Linked DNA regions of Pan troglodytes: region 2 is linked to region 1. The links are chromatin contacts, called in public capture Hi-C maps. All regions are on one chromosome and are shown on one strand. Each heading gives the region's core, a stretch centred on a gene start, on an enhancer-like site or on the middle of the called end of the contact. The rest is flanking DNA. Distances are from core to core; before and after follow the strand shown.

Region 1 (7,052 bases), core at 2,016-4,515:
CCACCACAGAGTTAATCCAGGTGAACCCTGGAGGTTCGACATAACCCCGAAGGCTCCAGGGGCCCTTGACTTAACTTTGCCCTACTGTATATTTATAGGGTATCCTAAATCTGCCCTAACCACTGACACTTCCTGGAGTTCTTTCAGTCTGAAGAAACTTCTGGTTCCAATTTGGTCTCCTTAAAGACCTCTGCCCCAGGCAGGTCTGCATCCCTGGAGGCACCATGGCAGGGCTGGCACAGGGAAGCTGGGACCTTAGTGACCTACTGCTGCTTTTTCATTCTTTTCACTCCCTGTGGAGCCGGGTTTCTTACTGGCAGAGAAGGGAAAGGGAGAAAACAAGAATGCACTCATGCTGTCGGCCTGGACTTGGAGATTATCAGTGTGGACTCAAGCTTTCCAATACATAAAGATGGAGAGAGAGATACAGGTGTAAAAGTGTGTGTAATATTTTGAATCTACTTTTGTGTGTTCTTAATTTTTATTATTTCCTTCATTTATTTTTGAAACAGGGTCTTGCTCCGTTACCCAGACTGGAGTACGGTGGTGAGATCATAGCTCACTGCAGGCTTGACCTCCCGGGCTCAAGTGATCCTCCCACCTCAGCCTCCCGAGTAGCTGAGACCACAGGTGCGCACCACCACGCCCAGCTAATTTTTCTATGTTTTTTAGAGACAGGTTTACACCATGTTGCCCAGGCTGGTCTCAAATTCCTGGGCTCAAGCGATCCTCCTGCCTCAGCCTCCCAAAGTGCTAGGATTACAGGCAAGAGCCACTGCGCCCGGCCTTGTGTGTCTTTAAATGTTTTTTGTTGTTGCTGTTTGTTTGTTTTTTGAGACAGAGTCTCCCTCTGTCACCCAGGCTGGAGTGCAATGGCATGGTCTCGACTCACTGCAAACTCCGCCTCCCGGGTCAAGCGATTCGCCTGCCTCAGCCTCCCAAGTAGCTGGGATTACAGGCACCCACCACCACGCCTGGATAATTTTTGTATTTTTAGTAGAGATGGGGTTTCACCATGTTGACCAGGCTGGTCTCGAACTGCTGACCTCGTGACCCACCTGCCTTGGCCTCCGGAAGTGCTGGGATTACAGGCATGAGCCACTGTGCCCAGCCTTTAAATGTTTTACATGTACATCCTTGCCATCGTTTTCATTTAATTACTCTCCTCTAGTTTGTAAGGGCAGGGCCATAGTGGGCCAGTCCCAGCATTCTTTCCCCTTCTCTCTACCCGAACACAAATGTCTGCACAGAACACCATCATTCAGCCATTGGGGATTAAAAATTAAGATCGAGGAAAAAGCAAAATAAAACAAGATCATTATTTGTCATTGAGGACTGGGTGGGCATTCCCTCATTCTTCTTGCCTTCCATGGTCCATCTCAGCAGCTTGACATTCTGCACCTTCTATTAGCTCGTGGCCTGGCTGCATCCTCCCTACAGACATTTTACCCCTAAGCAGCCTCCTTCCTTCCTTCCTCCCTTCCTTTCCCCCTTCCTTCCCTCCTGTTTTCCTCCTTCCTTCCTTCCCTCCTTCCTTTCTTTCCTTCTCTCTCCCTTTCTTCATCCCTTCCCTCCTTTCCCTCCTTCCCTCCTTTCCCTCCTTCCCTCCGTCCTTCCTTTCTTCCTTCCTTCCCTTCCTCCTTTCTTCCTTTTTTATCTTTCTCCTTTCCTTTCCTCCTCCTTTAATTCCCTCCTTCCTTCCTTCATCAAATGTTTGCTGCACTGCTAACAGAGTCCATGCTGTGCTTGGTGCGGACAATTCTGTAGCGAACAGTGCGACAGATAACTGGTGCTGCCTTCAGCAAGCCTACAATCTAGCAGGCAGCCTGCAGTGAATCGGCCACTACATAACTCAGCACCCTCTTCCAGAGGCCATCTCTGTCTCTCCAGTGGCCCCAACTGTAGCCGCTCTCGAGCCTCCACCATCAAACTGTGTCCTTAAGAAAATCATTGTTTTCTCCCCACCAGAGGAGAGAGCCGCTAAGTGCTCTGACCCCCTTGCTTCCAGCACGTTCATACGAATTGGGATTTGGTGGCCTCACACGCATAGGCTCACGATCCTCACAGGGGACAGGGAAGACGCCACGATCTGCATTTTACCGACAGGAGGCGCAGGAACTTGCCGGAGATCGCAGAGCAGGTTCGTGCCCAGGTGGTGGGAAGCGACTCAGGCTGGGAGAGACACTGAAGGCCGCCCCGTCCAGCCAGTTGTTTTCCCCGGGGCTCCTGCTTCTGGACGGCCTTCCTAGACAGGAGGGCAGGCTGGGGCGGCCCTGCCTCCCAAGGGCCGCGCTGAGTGCCCAGTGCACCCCTTCACTCCGCACTCTGCCCCAGCGGACCCCCCGGCTGCCTCATGTTCGCGGGCAGGTGCGCTGGGGGGCGGGGCACGGAAGAGCGGGCAGCTCCTCCCGGTTAGAAGCCCTCCTCCCGGCCAGGCCCTGGGCGATGAGCGATGAGAAAGGCAGGGTCCCCGTCCTTGCAGCTGGTGGGTGAGGGGCTAACCGAGCTTCAGGAAGCGCTGCTTGTGCCCTGAGGGAATCTCGCGGAGGGCGAGCGGAGCACACACCGAGTCCTCTCTCCCGACAGCGGACCTCTCAGGAGGGAGGCGGGAAGTGAGGAGGGGGAGGCGGGAAGTGGGGAGGGGGAGGCGGGAAGTGGGGAGGGGGAGGCGGGAAGTGGGGAGGGGGAGGCGGGAAGTGGGGAGGGGGAGGCGGGAAGTGAGGAGGGGGAGGCGAAGGGGCGGCGGAACCTCCGGAGGCGCAGCTCAGGCAGAGCAGGCCGCGGCCACAGAGGGCTGGGGCTGGGGGCGAGAGGAAGTCCGGGAGGGGAGAGGAAGACAGCGGTGGGGCCGCGAGGCCGGGAATCAGGAATCTGGGCAGGGGCAAAGTGGCCCAAGTCTGCAGTGTTCTTTAGCCAGCTCTGCAGTGGGAGAAAACAGGAGGAGAGGGCTGGACAGCGGGCGGTGCAGCGGGGGAAGGGTGAGAGGATGCACGTGTGACTCGCTCTGCGCCCGCGGAGGTGCCCGTCCGCTGGCATGGCCCGCGGGGTGGGGAGTCGCTGCATACGGCCCCTGAAGGCGGCTCCCGGCGAGGGAGGCGGAGCCATTTCCCGAGGGCGGAGCTGCGGCCCCGCCCCCCGCCCCCCGCCTCCCGCCCCCCGCCTCCCGCCTCCCGCCTCCCGCCTCCCGCCTCCGCCCTGCCCCGCTCCGAGTCCGCCGCGAGGCCTTCGAGGGGAGAGGGAACTCGAGGCTGCTGCTGGGGCGGGGTTGGGGTGACTGGCAGTGGGAGAGCCAGGCAGGGGAGGGGCGAAGATGAAGTCAGGGAGGGCACATAGCTCCGGGAGGGCCGTGCCGAGGCGGAGGGCGCAGCAAGGGTGGGGGTCGCAGTGAGCTGCAGGGGGATCGCTGAGCACCGAGGCTTCAGGTCCCGAAGGAGCGGTGGCGCGGTGACAGGGGCCCAGGCGCGGCTCAGCTCGCTGGCGGATGAGGGGCTGGGAGGAAGACGTCCGTGCGCCCCTGACCCTCAGTGCTTTGCAGAAGGGCCCCAGGGTGGGCGGAGGACAGGGACCAAAATGCAGAGAGGATGGTCCGGCTGGAGAGACGGCTGAGCGAAGGGCTGCAACAGTGGGGTGTGAAGACCCTGAGAGCAGCACCTCCCGCCCCCATGGGGGTGCCAGGAGGCGAAGAGCCTTTACCCAGAGGGTTTTCAACTGAATGACATTGTCAAAGAAAAGCCAGGATCCACTAAGGCAAGAAGTATTAAAAGTATTTTAGGGAAAGTCATTTAAAGCTCTATAACATTGTATTTTCATGGAATCTTCTAGATTCTTCCCCTAGAATCAGAGTTAGATTTTCCATTAAGTGAATGAAGCTCAAGTTTCAGGGCCTCTCCCTCGCCTTCTAAGGCCCTGTTCATAATTTCGTATTTGTAATTATTTAAACTGCCCCACCCTGATTATATAACTTTTAGGTCCCACAAAGCTTAGCCAGTCTCTGCCTTAGAACTCCACGAGTTGGGAGGATGAACGAACTTCCACGTTTTGATTTCCAAACAATTTCCCTACCCTTGCATTGTTAAAAGATAAACAGGAATAAGTGTTCTGGCTGTGAGTGAATTTTTTTTCTTAACATGTTTTGGCCTGGATACTATCTGAAGGTGTTACCCAAGCAGTGGGGTGACTTTGCTGAGGACACAGTTACCCAATACTCCCCAGCTCAGGGTGAAGGTTAGGTGGCACGTTGGCGGGACATGTGACTCACATGCACAGGTGTGTTCCTTGGGAGGAAGGCTTGGAACAGGCACCTGTGTGTGCCCAAGTGTTTCTAGCAAACACAGGGACCTGAGTGTCTACGCACAGGCCCACTTTACAGGGGTCTCCTGAGAACTCCTCCCCCTCCTGAGAACTGTGCCTTCCCAGCCAGAAGTCACTCATACAGAATGTTCCCAACTTATGAATGGGCATTGTTCTCAGAAAGAGAATTTGTAAGTCAGTTGTTTAGAACGGGAAGGCATCTCCCCAGATAAACAAGTGTATGTGTGATCTTTGTTATTCAGGAAAGCCTAAAAGAACATCTTGTGTCCCAGAAATCAAGGACTGTACAATGGGAACAGAAAACTCCAGCTGGTGGAATCATGTGGCCCTCAGAAAATGCCTTCCAACTTCTAGCCTGAGATCCTGGGAATCTTCTCCACTGTCACAGACCTTCTGTGAGAAGGGGGGACGCTTCCCAGCTCCACGTCCCTGATGTGGCTGCCATGGCCTGGGGCAGAGGCCAGTGAGGAGAAGCAGCTGGGTGTAGGCGGCCAGGCCCTGGGGGCTAGAGGGGGCAGAGTCCATTCCCAGAGCTCCTTTCAGAGTCCGCTCCCTGTCCATGTCCTCTGAGGGCCCAGGGGTGGGCCTCCTTGCCTTTGCCTTCTTGAAGTTTCCTTGGCCGGGAGCGGTGGCTCACGCCTGTAATCCCAGCACTTTGGGAGGCCGAGGCGGGTGGATCACTTGAGGTCAGGAGATAAGGACCAGCCTGGCCAGCATGGTGAAACCTTGTCTCTACTAAAAAAAAATACAAAAATTAGCCGGGTGTGGTGGCGCGTGCCTGTAATTCCAGCTACTCAGGAGGCTGAGGCAGGAAAATCGCTTGAGCCTGGGAGGCAGAGGTTGCCGTGAGCTGAGATCACGCCACTGCACTCCAGCCTGGGTGACAGAGTGAGACCCTGTCTCAAAAAAAAAAAAAAAAAAAAGTTTCCTAAGTCTTTGATTCTTAGGACAAAGTGGTAAACAGACTGGGGATTTAAAAAAAAAAAAAGGCTCCCATGTGATGGGGGAGTGGAAGGTGGAATGCTCACTTTTCAGGTACTGGCCTTCTCAGGAAACACCAAGACCAACATAGAGAAGGATGGTGGATTTCCGGGTATACAAAAGACCAAACAAATCCAGATCATCAAGGTTAGACCCCTTGCATTTGTGGTTGGCTTCAGTTGAGATGATTCCCAAGAGCTTACATAATAAACTTTACTTTTTAAAAAAGCATATTTTCATTGATCTTGCCATGATATAAGCAAGCTATATCTTATACACTTATCTATATCTATATAAGATATACCATTACCCTTTTCTTTTTTAATACAGGGTCTTGCTCTGTCACCCAGTCTGGAGTACAGTGGCTCGATCCTAGCTCACCGCAACCTCAAACTTCTGGGCACAAGTAATCCTGCTACCTCAGCCTCCCAAAGTGCTGGGATTACAGGCATGAGCCACCATGCCCAGCCTCAATATTTTAAAAGTTTATATTTTACAAAAGGCTTTCACATCCATATGATTTAATTTGAAGTAGAGAGAGTATTATTTCTGTTTTATTGCTGAAGAAACTGCCTGAATCACTTAACTAGTTGGTTGGGAAGCCAGGTCCTCTGTACTGAATCTTGTGCCCTTGCTGTTTTTAGAGGCTGATTAACCCCTGAAAGGGAGACGGGACACACAGAACCCTCTAGCTGAAATGAATCTCCAGAGAATGTCTGGTTTTCTCCCTGGCTCTAGACTCTACTAAATTCTAAAAACATCTAAATGCTCTTCTTTTCTTAAACTTCTCTGGGGAATGAAATCTATCCTCTCAGTTACCTGTCCCAGCAACAAATAGCCGCTCTGTTTAGAAATCCATGCTGTAAGGCTGGGCGCGGTGGCTCACGCCTATAGTCCCAACAATTTGGGAGGCCAAGGCGGGCGGATCACCTAAGGTCAGGAGTTTGAGACCAGCCTGGCCAACGTGGCAAAACGCCATCTCTACTAAAAATACAAAAATTAGCCAGGCGTGGTGGCACACGCCTGTAGTCCCAGCTACTAGGGAGGCCGACGCAGGAGAATCGCTTGAGCCCGGGAGGTGGAGGTTGCAGTGAGCCGAGATCTCACAACTGCACTCCAGCTGGGCAACGAGCAAGACTGGGTCTCAAAAAAAAAAAAAAAAAGAAAAAGAAAAAAGAAAGCCATGCTGTATTTCTATCTTTGGTCTTTTTTCTTACAAAAAAGAAAAAAAGTTTGTTTAGCGGAGAACGTGTTTTTGACTACTTTGTTGGAAACAAGCAATAAAGGGCTTGGAAGGCAAAGAACTAGCCTGTGGTTACTGGGTCAGTTCACAACAGTCCACAGCAGAACTGAAACAATAACAAATGCAAAAATGGGAACATATACATTTTCCAGAGCAATTTCTCACTTCCTATGGCAGCTAAACTTTGCAAAAACCCTGAGCTGGCACCGGGAACTGATGAGCAAATAAAGCCTGGAAGCCTGATCCTTCTTCCTCAGAGGCTTTTGAACAATTTGACAGCAGAGCCAGGGCTGCAATTCTGGTTTCTTGACTCTGGGATGAAAAAAACCACATCTCTGACCTGGCACCTGGCATGGTGGTTTATGCCTGTAATCCCAGGACTTTGGGCTGCCAAGGCAGGAAGATTGCTTGAGCCCAGGAGTTTGAGGCCAGCCTAGACAACACAGTGAGACCCCAGTCTCTACAAAAAATTAAAAAAAAAAAATAGCTGGTCATGGTAGGGCACACTGGTGGTCTG
Region 2 (6,399 bases), core at 3,263-5,762, 290 kb before region 1:
AATTTTTAAAGAAAAGAAGTCTTTTCTAATTTTTTAGCTTTCTTTTTATTGCTTGTTTTATGGAAAGTTTTTATTATATTTTAATAGCGAGACCTGAATATGTTGACTTTAAAATGAAGCTCGTGGTTTTTTTTCTTTCCTCTTTTATTTTTTTTTTTTTTGAGACAGATTTCATTCCTGTTACCCGGGCTGGAGTGCAGTGGCACCATCTCAGCTCACTGCAACTTGTGTCTCCTGGGCTCAAGTGATCCTCCCACCTCAGCCTCCCAAGTAGCTGGGACTACAGGCGTGTGCTGCCACATCTGGCAATTTCTGTATTTTTTGTAGAGATGGGGTTTTGCCATGTTGCCCAGGCTGGTCTTGAACCCCTTAGCTCAAGCAGTCTGCCTGCCTTGGCCTCCCAAAGTGCAGGAATTACAGGCATGAGCCACTGTGCCTGGCCTCATGTTTTCTCAGTGCAGCAATGCAGAAAGCAACAGAAGTAAAGAGCAAGAAGGAAGTAGCTTTGTAACTGGCTGGGCCAAGGTAGATTTTATGTATCCAAGGACTTTTTAAATCCTACCAGTATATATTTGAAAGGATCAAGTTAGATTAAAAGTCTTCCATTTCTTTCCAGCCCTAGATTTCCATAATTCTGTGAAAAACTACTAGAAATTCTGAAATGCTTATATTCCTTTGTATTCTCATATTACTCTGCAGGCTTAGATGGGCTTCCTATTGAACAGATTGTTTATTTTTTTAGTGCATATAATTTCCTACCAAGATGGTTCCCAATCTGTGAAACCCCAGGCCCTTAAAGATCTTATACCTGTTTTATCGGTCAACAGATACTAAAATATAATAACTGTTTTGGGGGTGCAAGGGGAGCATGCTGTGAAAATTTTTGACATTAAAAAGGGGATCTCATTTTTCAAGTTTATTATTATTATTTTTCATTCTCTCTAATCAATCCTTTGTAAATAGAATAAGTCATCAGATAAGTTATGTTTCATAGCACTTCCTCATATAACCAAATTGTTTGTAGACTCATGTCAGATATCTTTATTTTTTCCAGACCTTAGACCCTGAACCCCAACACTTATCTTTGACAGCTCTGTTTGGGAAGCAGGACAAAGCTACATGTCAGGAAACTGTGGAGCCTCCGCAGACTCTCCACCAGCAGCAGCAGCAGCAGCAGCAGCAGCAGCAGCAGCAAGAGAAGCTTCCAATTAGGCAGGGGGTTGTACGCTCCCTGTCCTATGAGGAACCCAGAAGACACTCACCCCCCATTGAGAAGCAGCTCTGTCCAGCCATTCAGAAACTCATGGTCAGGAGCGGAGACCTCCACCCATTGTCAGAGCTGCCTGAAAACCGGCCTTGTGAAAATGGCAGCACCCATTCTGCGGGAGAATTTTTTACAGGACCTGTCCAGCCAGGGTCTCCTCACAACATTGGAACTTCTCGTGGTGTACAAAATGCTTCCAGAACTCAGAACCTGTTCGAGAAACTTCAGAGTACCCCAGGGGCAGCAAACAAGTGTGACCCTAGTACACCAGCACCTGCCAGCTCAGCTGCCCTGAACCGCAGCAGAGCTCCCACTTCTGTCACCCCTGTGGCTCCAGGAAAGGGTCTGGCTCAGCCACCACAGGCCTATTTCAATGGCTCCCTTCCACCTCAGACAGTAGGACATCAGGCTCATGGAAGAGAACAGTCCACACTCCCAAGACAAACACTCCCCATCTCTGCTAGTCAGACTGGCAGCTCTGGAGTGATCTCCCCTCAAGAGTTACTGAAGAAGCTTCAGATTGTACAGCAGGAGCAGCAGCTGCATGCCTCTAACCGGCCAGCCTTGGCCGCTAAGTTTCCTGTGCTCGCTCAGAGCTCTGGAACAGGGAAACCCTTGGAATCCTGGATCAACAAGACATCCAACACAGAACAGCAGACTCCTCTTTTCCAGGTAAATATGTACCAGGGGCAAAATAAAACAGCCTGGGCAGCATAGCAAGATCCTGTCCCTAAAAAAAAAAAAAAAAAAGTAGCCAGGCTTGGTGTCACACGCCTATAGCGCCAGCTACTGAGGAGGCTGAGGTGGGAGGATCCCTTGAGCTCAAGAGGCGGAGGTTACAGTGAACCATGATCATGCCACTGCACTCCAGCCTGGGTGACAGAGCGAGACCCTGTCTGTTAAGAAAAAAAAAGACAGACAAAGAAAAAGGTATTACTATAATGCAGTGAAATGTAGAGTCCACTTCCATGCTCCAGGGACCAATGTGTCACGTACATTTCTGTTTGGAGCAGGGTGCCAGAAGCCACCTCCGTGCATCTTGATTGCCTGAGCTTTCTACCTGGAAGGAGAATCTTCACTTTGGTTAACAATCTGAGAACTTCCCCCAACCTTTTTGAGAGCATTTACTTGTAGAGTTAAATCTTCATTATATTAGGAGGTCTGAAGACCAACACAGACATGGGAGAAAACCGTAATTTTTGACTGTAGGAACTTAGTATGGTCTGCCTTGAAATCAATCTGGAATGCCAAGCAACTGACCTCCTCTTGTTTTTCAGTCCACAGTAAATTATTCACTTATTTAGTAAATATTTTTGAGCACTTACTACATGTCAGGCATTGTCTACATGTGGGTACATAATGATGAAGAAAACAGACTCCTTACCCACAGCCCATGCTGTAGGTTCTTGAAATAAACAAAAAACAGCCTATTTCCTCCTGAAAGGTGCAGCCAGTTTTTATCTTTCTCTGTATCGTCAGTATAGCCTACTGTAGATCAGGAGAGGTATGCATGCCACCCACCTCCACCCCCCACACAAACTGCCAGAGAGGGAAAATATGACAGTTTTTAGAAAGATTCTCTCCTTTAGAGAAGATGCTTCTCCATGTCCATCACTGACTTGGGACAGTGAGGAAACCACAAGCTATTGATCATCTGCCTGTGGGTAACATCTGGAGATCTGACACTGAATTATTTCCCCTTTGGATTGGAACACATTCATTGAAAGTACATTGGGTTTAAAAATTGGAAAGTTCTCCCTGTGTATCACATATATCATCACTGGCCCTTTGTCATGTTTTGTTATGTACCTTTTTTTGTTTTTTGAGACAGAGTTTCACTCTTGTCGCCCAGGCTGCAGTACAATGGTGCGATCTCGGCTCACTGCAACCTCCACCTCCCGGGTTCAAGCGATTCTGCTGCCTCAGCCTCCTGAGTAGCAGGGATTACAGGCACCTGCCACCACACCTGGCTAATTTTTTGTATTTTTTTAGTAGAGACGAGGTGTCACGATGTTGGCCTGGCTGGTCTCGAACTTCTGACCTCAGGTGATCCACCCACCTCGGGCTCTCAGAGTGCTGGGATTACAGTCGTGAGCCACTGCACCTGGCCTGTTATGTAACTTATAACAGTTTCTCAAAAATCTTTCACTTTTGGCTGGGCATGGTGACTCGTGCCTGTAATCCCAGCACTTTGGAGGTTAAGATAAGAGAATCGCTTGAACCCAGGAGTTTCAGACCAGCCTGGGCAACATAGACCCTGTCTCTACAAGAATTTTTTGTTTTTAATTAGCCGGGTATGGTTGCATGCCACTGTGGTCCCAGCTACTTGGGAGGCTGAAGTGGGAAGATTGCTTGAGCCCAAGAAGTTGAGGCTGCAGTCAGCCATGTTTGCACCACTGCACTCCAGCCTGGGCAGTAGAGTGAGACCTTGTCTCAAAACAAAAAATTCAGTTTTTTGAAAACAAAGACCTTAGGCATGTGCCAAAAGTCTTTGTGAGCCCCTGAGTCAAAGTGTTCTCATTTATTATTTATTAACATCCCAAATCTGAGTACCGATTGCTATAGAAACAATATTTATAACTCCCACTCCCCCTCATTTCAGTGTTATTGTCCCTCTTTTAAAAATGTCTGCTTTTTTCCTCTTTGATGATTTAGAATTAGAAGCATGGGATGAATATAGTCTGACTGAAATTTCTGATGTACAACTCCCTTGACTTTTCAGTACTCACAAATATCAAGAGCCGGGTGAGAAAGGCAAGCGTTTCAGCAGCCCACGCTGTGCTCGGAATGCTTGACTCCTCCTCCGGGAGCATCACTGCTCAGCACCGCTCCTTGAAATGTCATGTAGGGACAAGTTAAAAGAAACAGCCTGCCTTCCTCCAGGCCAGCTTCTGCTCAAAGAGACGCTAAGGGATTGATTATAAAATTACAGCAACTTCTAGCTTGCTGGCCTCCTTGCCTCCCTCTTAGGAGTTCTTTCGGAGAGTTCGGAGGCTGATAAATAACATTCTTTTTCTTCCCTGAGTTAGAGGCAAATGATAGCTGTAGGAGTCAGTCAGATAAGGATCAAAATGTCACTTGCATAACTGAAAGGGCTGTTAGAAAACTTGGTTTCAGGTCTGTTTGCCAAGGGAGTTAGACTCAACAGACAGGCTCTGGCAGGGCTGAGCAACAGGCAGCCCGGGTCAGCCCAAACACATCAGCTGCGGAAGCTGAAGATGAGGGCTCTCTGCAGGCAGGCAGATCCTGTCAGGGAAGGACCCAGAAGGGGTGGACCCACACATCACTCTCCCTCCCAACGAGAAGTGAGTGAGGCTGCAGGAGGGGCAGGGAGTTGCTCTCACAGCGCCTCCTGTGCTCCGGGGTCAGGAGGGGAAATGGGGAGGCCCCTAACAAGGGTGGCAGCTCACATAGGTTGTGAGACCTTTAGGTCAGGGTCATGGACAACCAGATCTAAGGAAAAGGTCAGTAGTCCTAAATGCACTTGCCAAATACTGGTAGCCTGAAAAATAAGCTGTCACCCAGAGGCCAAGCTGCATATGCAGTGGAAACAATAGTCCCCACAGCAGACGATACCAGAGCTGCTCAGTGATGCTGAAGGAAGGTGCGTGGAGTAGTGGAGCAAGAATCAGTTTCCCATAAACTTTTCTCAGCTAGGGAAGCTGTGGACAGGGAATGCTTAAACCACCCGTATCTGCCGCTGCAAGCTATCATGCCGTGAGCTGCTCCTGAACCCCGCTCTCTGTGTGTATTTGCTGTGAGCAGGTCATCTCACCTCAGCGCATCCCTGCTACAGCAGCTCCGTCTCTGCTTATGTCCCCCATGGTGTTCGCACAACCCACCTCCGTCCCGCCAAAGGAAAGGGAGAGCGGCCTCTTGCCTGTGGGAGGCCAGGAGCCACCTGCTGCTGCCACCAGCCTCCTCCTGCCCATACAGAGCCCGGAGCCCTCCGTGATCACCAGCAGCCCACTCACCAAGCTCCAGCTCCAGGAGGCACTGCTGTACCTCATTCAGGTAAGCGAGCACGTCGTCTCCCTTCGCACCTGACCACGCCTGTTGGCCTCCTGGCTGCAACTATGAGATAAAGACTCAGCCAAGGCCTGCTTAGCTTCCGTGAGAATAACAGGTGTGTGTAACAACTCATCCTGACCCCAGCGGCTTCTGTGCTCAGTTAGCTAGGTGTTATTTATAATACCAAGTGTGGCTTGGGTGTCTCAGCTCTTCAAGGATTTTGTAATTTGAAGGACTGTCTAAGGCCTCCAAGCTGTCACCTGTCAGAAGAGAAGGAAGCATATGTTGGGGATTAAGCAGTCCCTGAGAGGACCCTGGGTGCTGGAGGCCCAGACAGAAAACTCACCATTGGGAGGTAGAGGTGGGAGCAGTCGTGGGCAAGGGGCCATCTGTTGAGTGGGGAAGAGGCCACTGAGCGAGTGGAAAACAGGGAGGGAAGCAAATAATGGCCATGGCTGCTACAGGTATGTTTTACAAGTCATTTTGAAACCTGCTCATTAGGACGGGATGGAGTGACAGGACTCCTTGTGAGCTGCTAGCCTCACTTGCCTATGAAATTATGAAATAATAACGAGTGCTATAATAGCTAACACTCCGCAGAGCTGGCACCGGGCCCTATTTTAAGTGCTACACACAAGCACATTAACTCATTCACTCCTTACACAACAACCCTGTTATTTTTCCCATTCTACAGACAAGGAAACTGAGGCTGAGCAACTGGCCTGAGGCACGGAGCTCGTACATAAGCAGGGCTGGGATGCCCCCAGCCTGGCCCCCGAGTGCCACTTCCCACGTACTCTCTCCCGTGGGCCATGTTCACCACATGAATGTTGGCAGGGACCAGCCTCGGGAGAACATTCAGCACAGGTGCCCTAGCAAAGCACACCCAAGAAATCAACGGCAGTCCTTGAAAAGTGGAACATTTGTAGCCAGACAGACTTCAGACACCCCAGTTAACGTATTTAGGTATCTTTTTGGTAGATAATCTTTAAGAAAACTTGTGTGGTACTTTGCTTAAGCATCAGACGGCCTTTAGAGAGCAGGCCAGCCCTTCTGCGGTTGTCTTATCCTACTTAAAAAGACAGTGGTCTCAATTAGTACAACATTTTTAAAAAGGTTCCACG

Evidence for each region. Capture Hi-C pulls out chosen DNA fragments and counts their contacts.
Region 2: a contact with region 1 is called in a capture Hi-C map of stem cell-derived neural stem cells, with 7 times the contacts expected there. The contact joins two enhancer-like sites. A contact is called at or near these places in 4 of 7 Hi-C or Micro-C datasets (blood, induced pluripotent stem cells, lymphocytes and 1 more), 1 of 1 datasets of contacts at active chromatin or transcription factors (stem cell-derived excitatory neurons) and 1 of 1 other capture datasets (stem cell-derived neural stem cells).

What each region holds. Positions count from the first base shown.
Region 1 is chr10:8,816,979-8,824,030 of NHGRI_mPanTro3-v2.0_pri, reverse strand. LOC129136497 (a long non-coding RNA gene) reads left to right here. Exons shown (of 3, transcript XR_010148237.1): 2 at 1,969-2,140. Among named protein-coding and RNA genes, the nearest start is that of ADIPOR2, 8.9 kb to the left of the region's middle. Within about 2 kb of position 3,265, at least 20 of the 24 cell types and tissues checked have an H3K27ac peak or open chromatin away from gene starts, as enhancers often do. A contact at or near this core is called in induced pluripotent stem cells and stem cell-derived neural stem cells, where this site is marked.
Region 2 is chr10:9,108,839-9,115,237 of NHGRI_mPanTro3-v2.0_pri, reverse strand. DCP1B (decapping mRNA 1B) reads left to right here. Exons shown (of 9, transcript XM_001153642.7): 7 at 1,055-1,936; 8 at 5,030-5,278. Among named protein-coding and RNA genes, the nearest start is that of CACNA1C, 24 kb to the left of the region's middle. Within about 2 kb of position 4,512, at least 2 of the 24 cell types and tissues checked have an H3K27ac peak or open chromatin away from gene starts, as enhancers often do. A contact at or near this core is called in induced pluripotent stem cells and stem cell-derived neural stem cells, where this site is marked.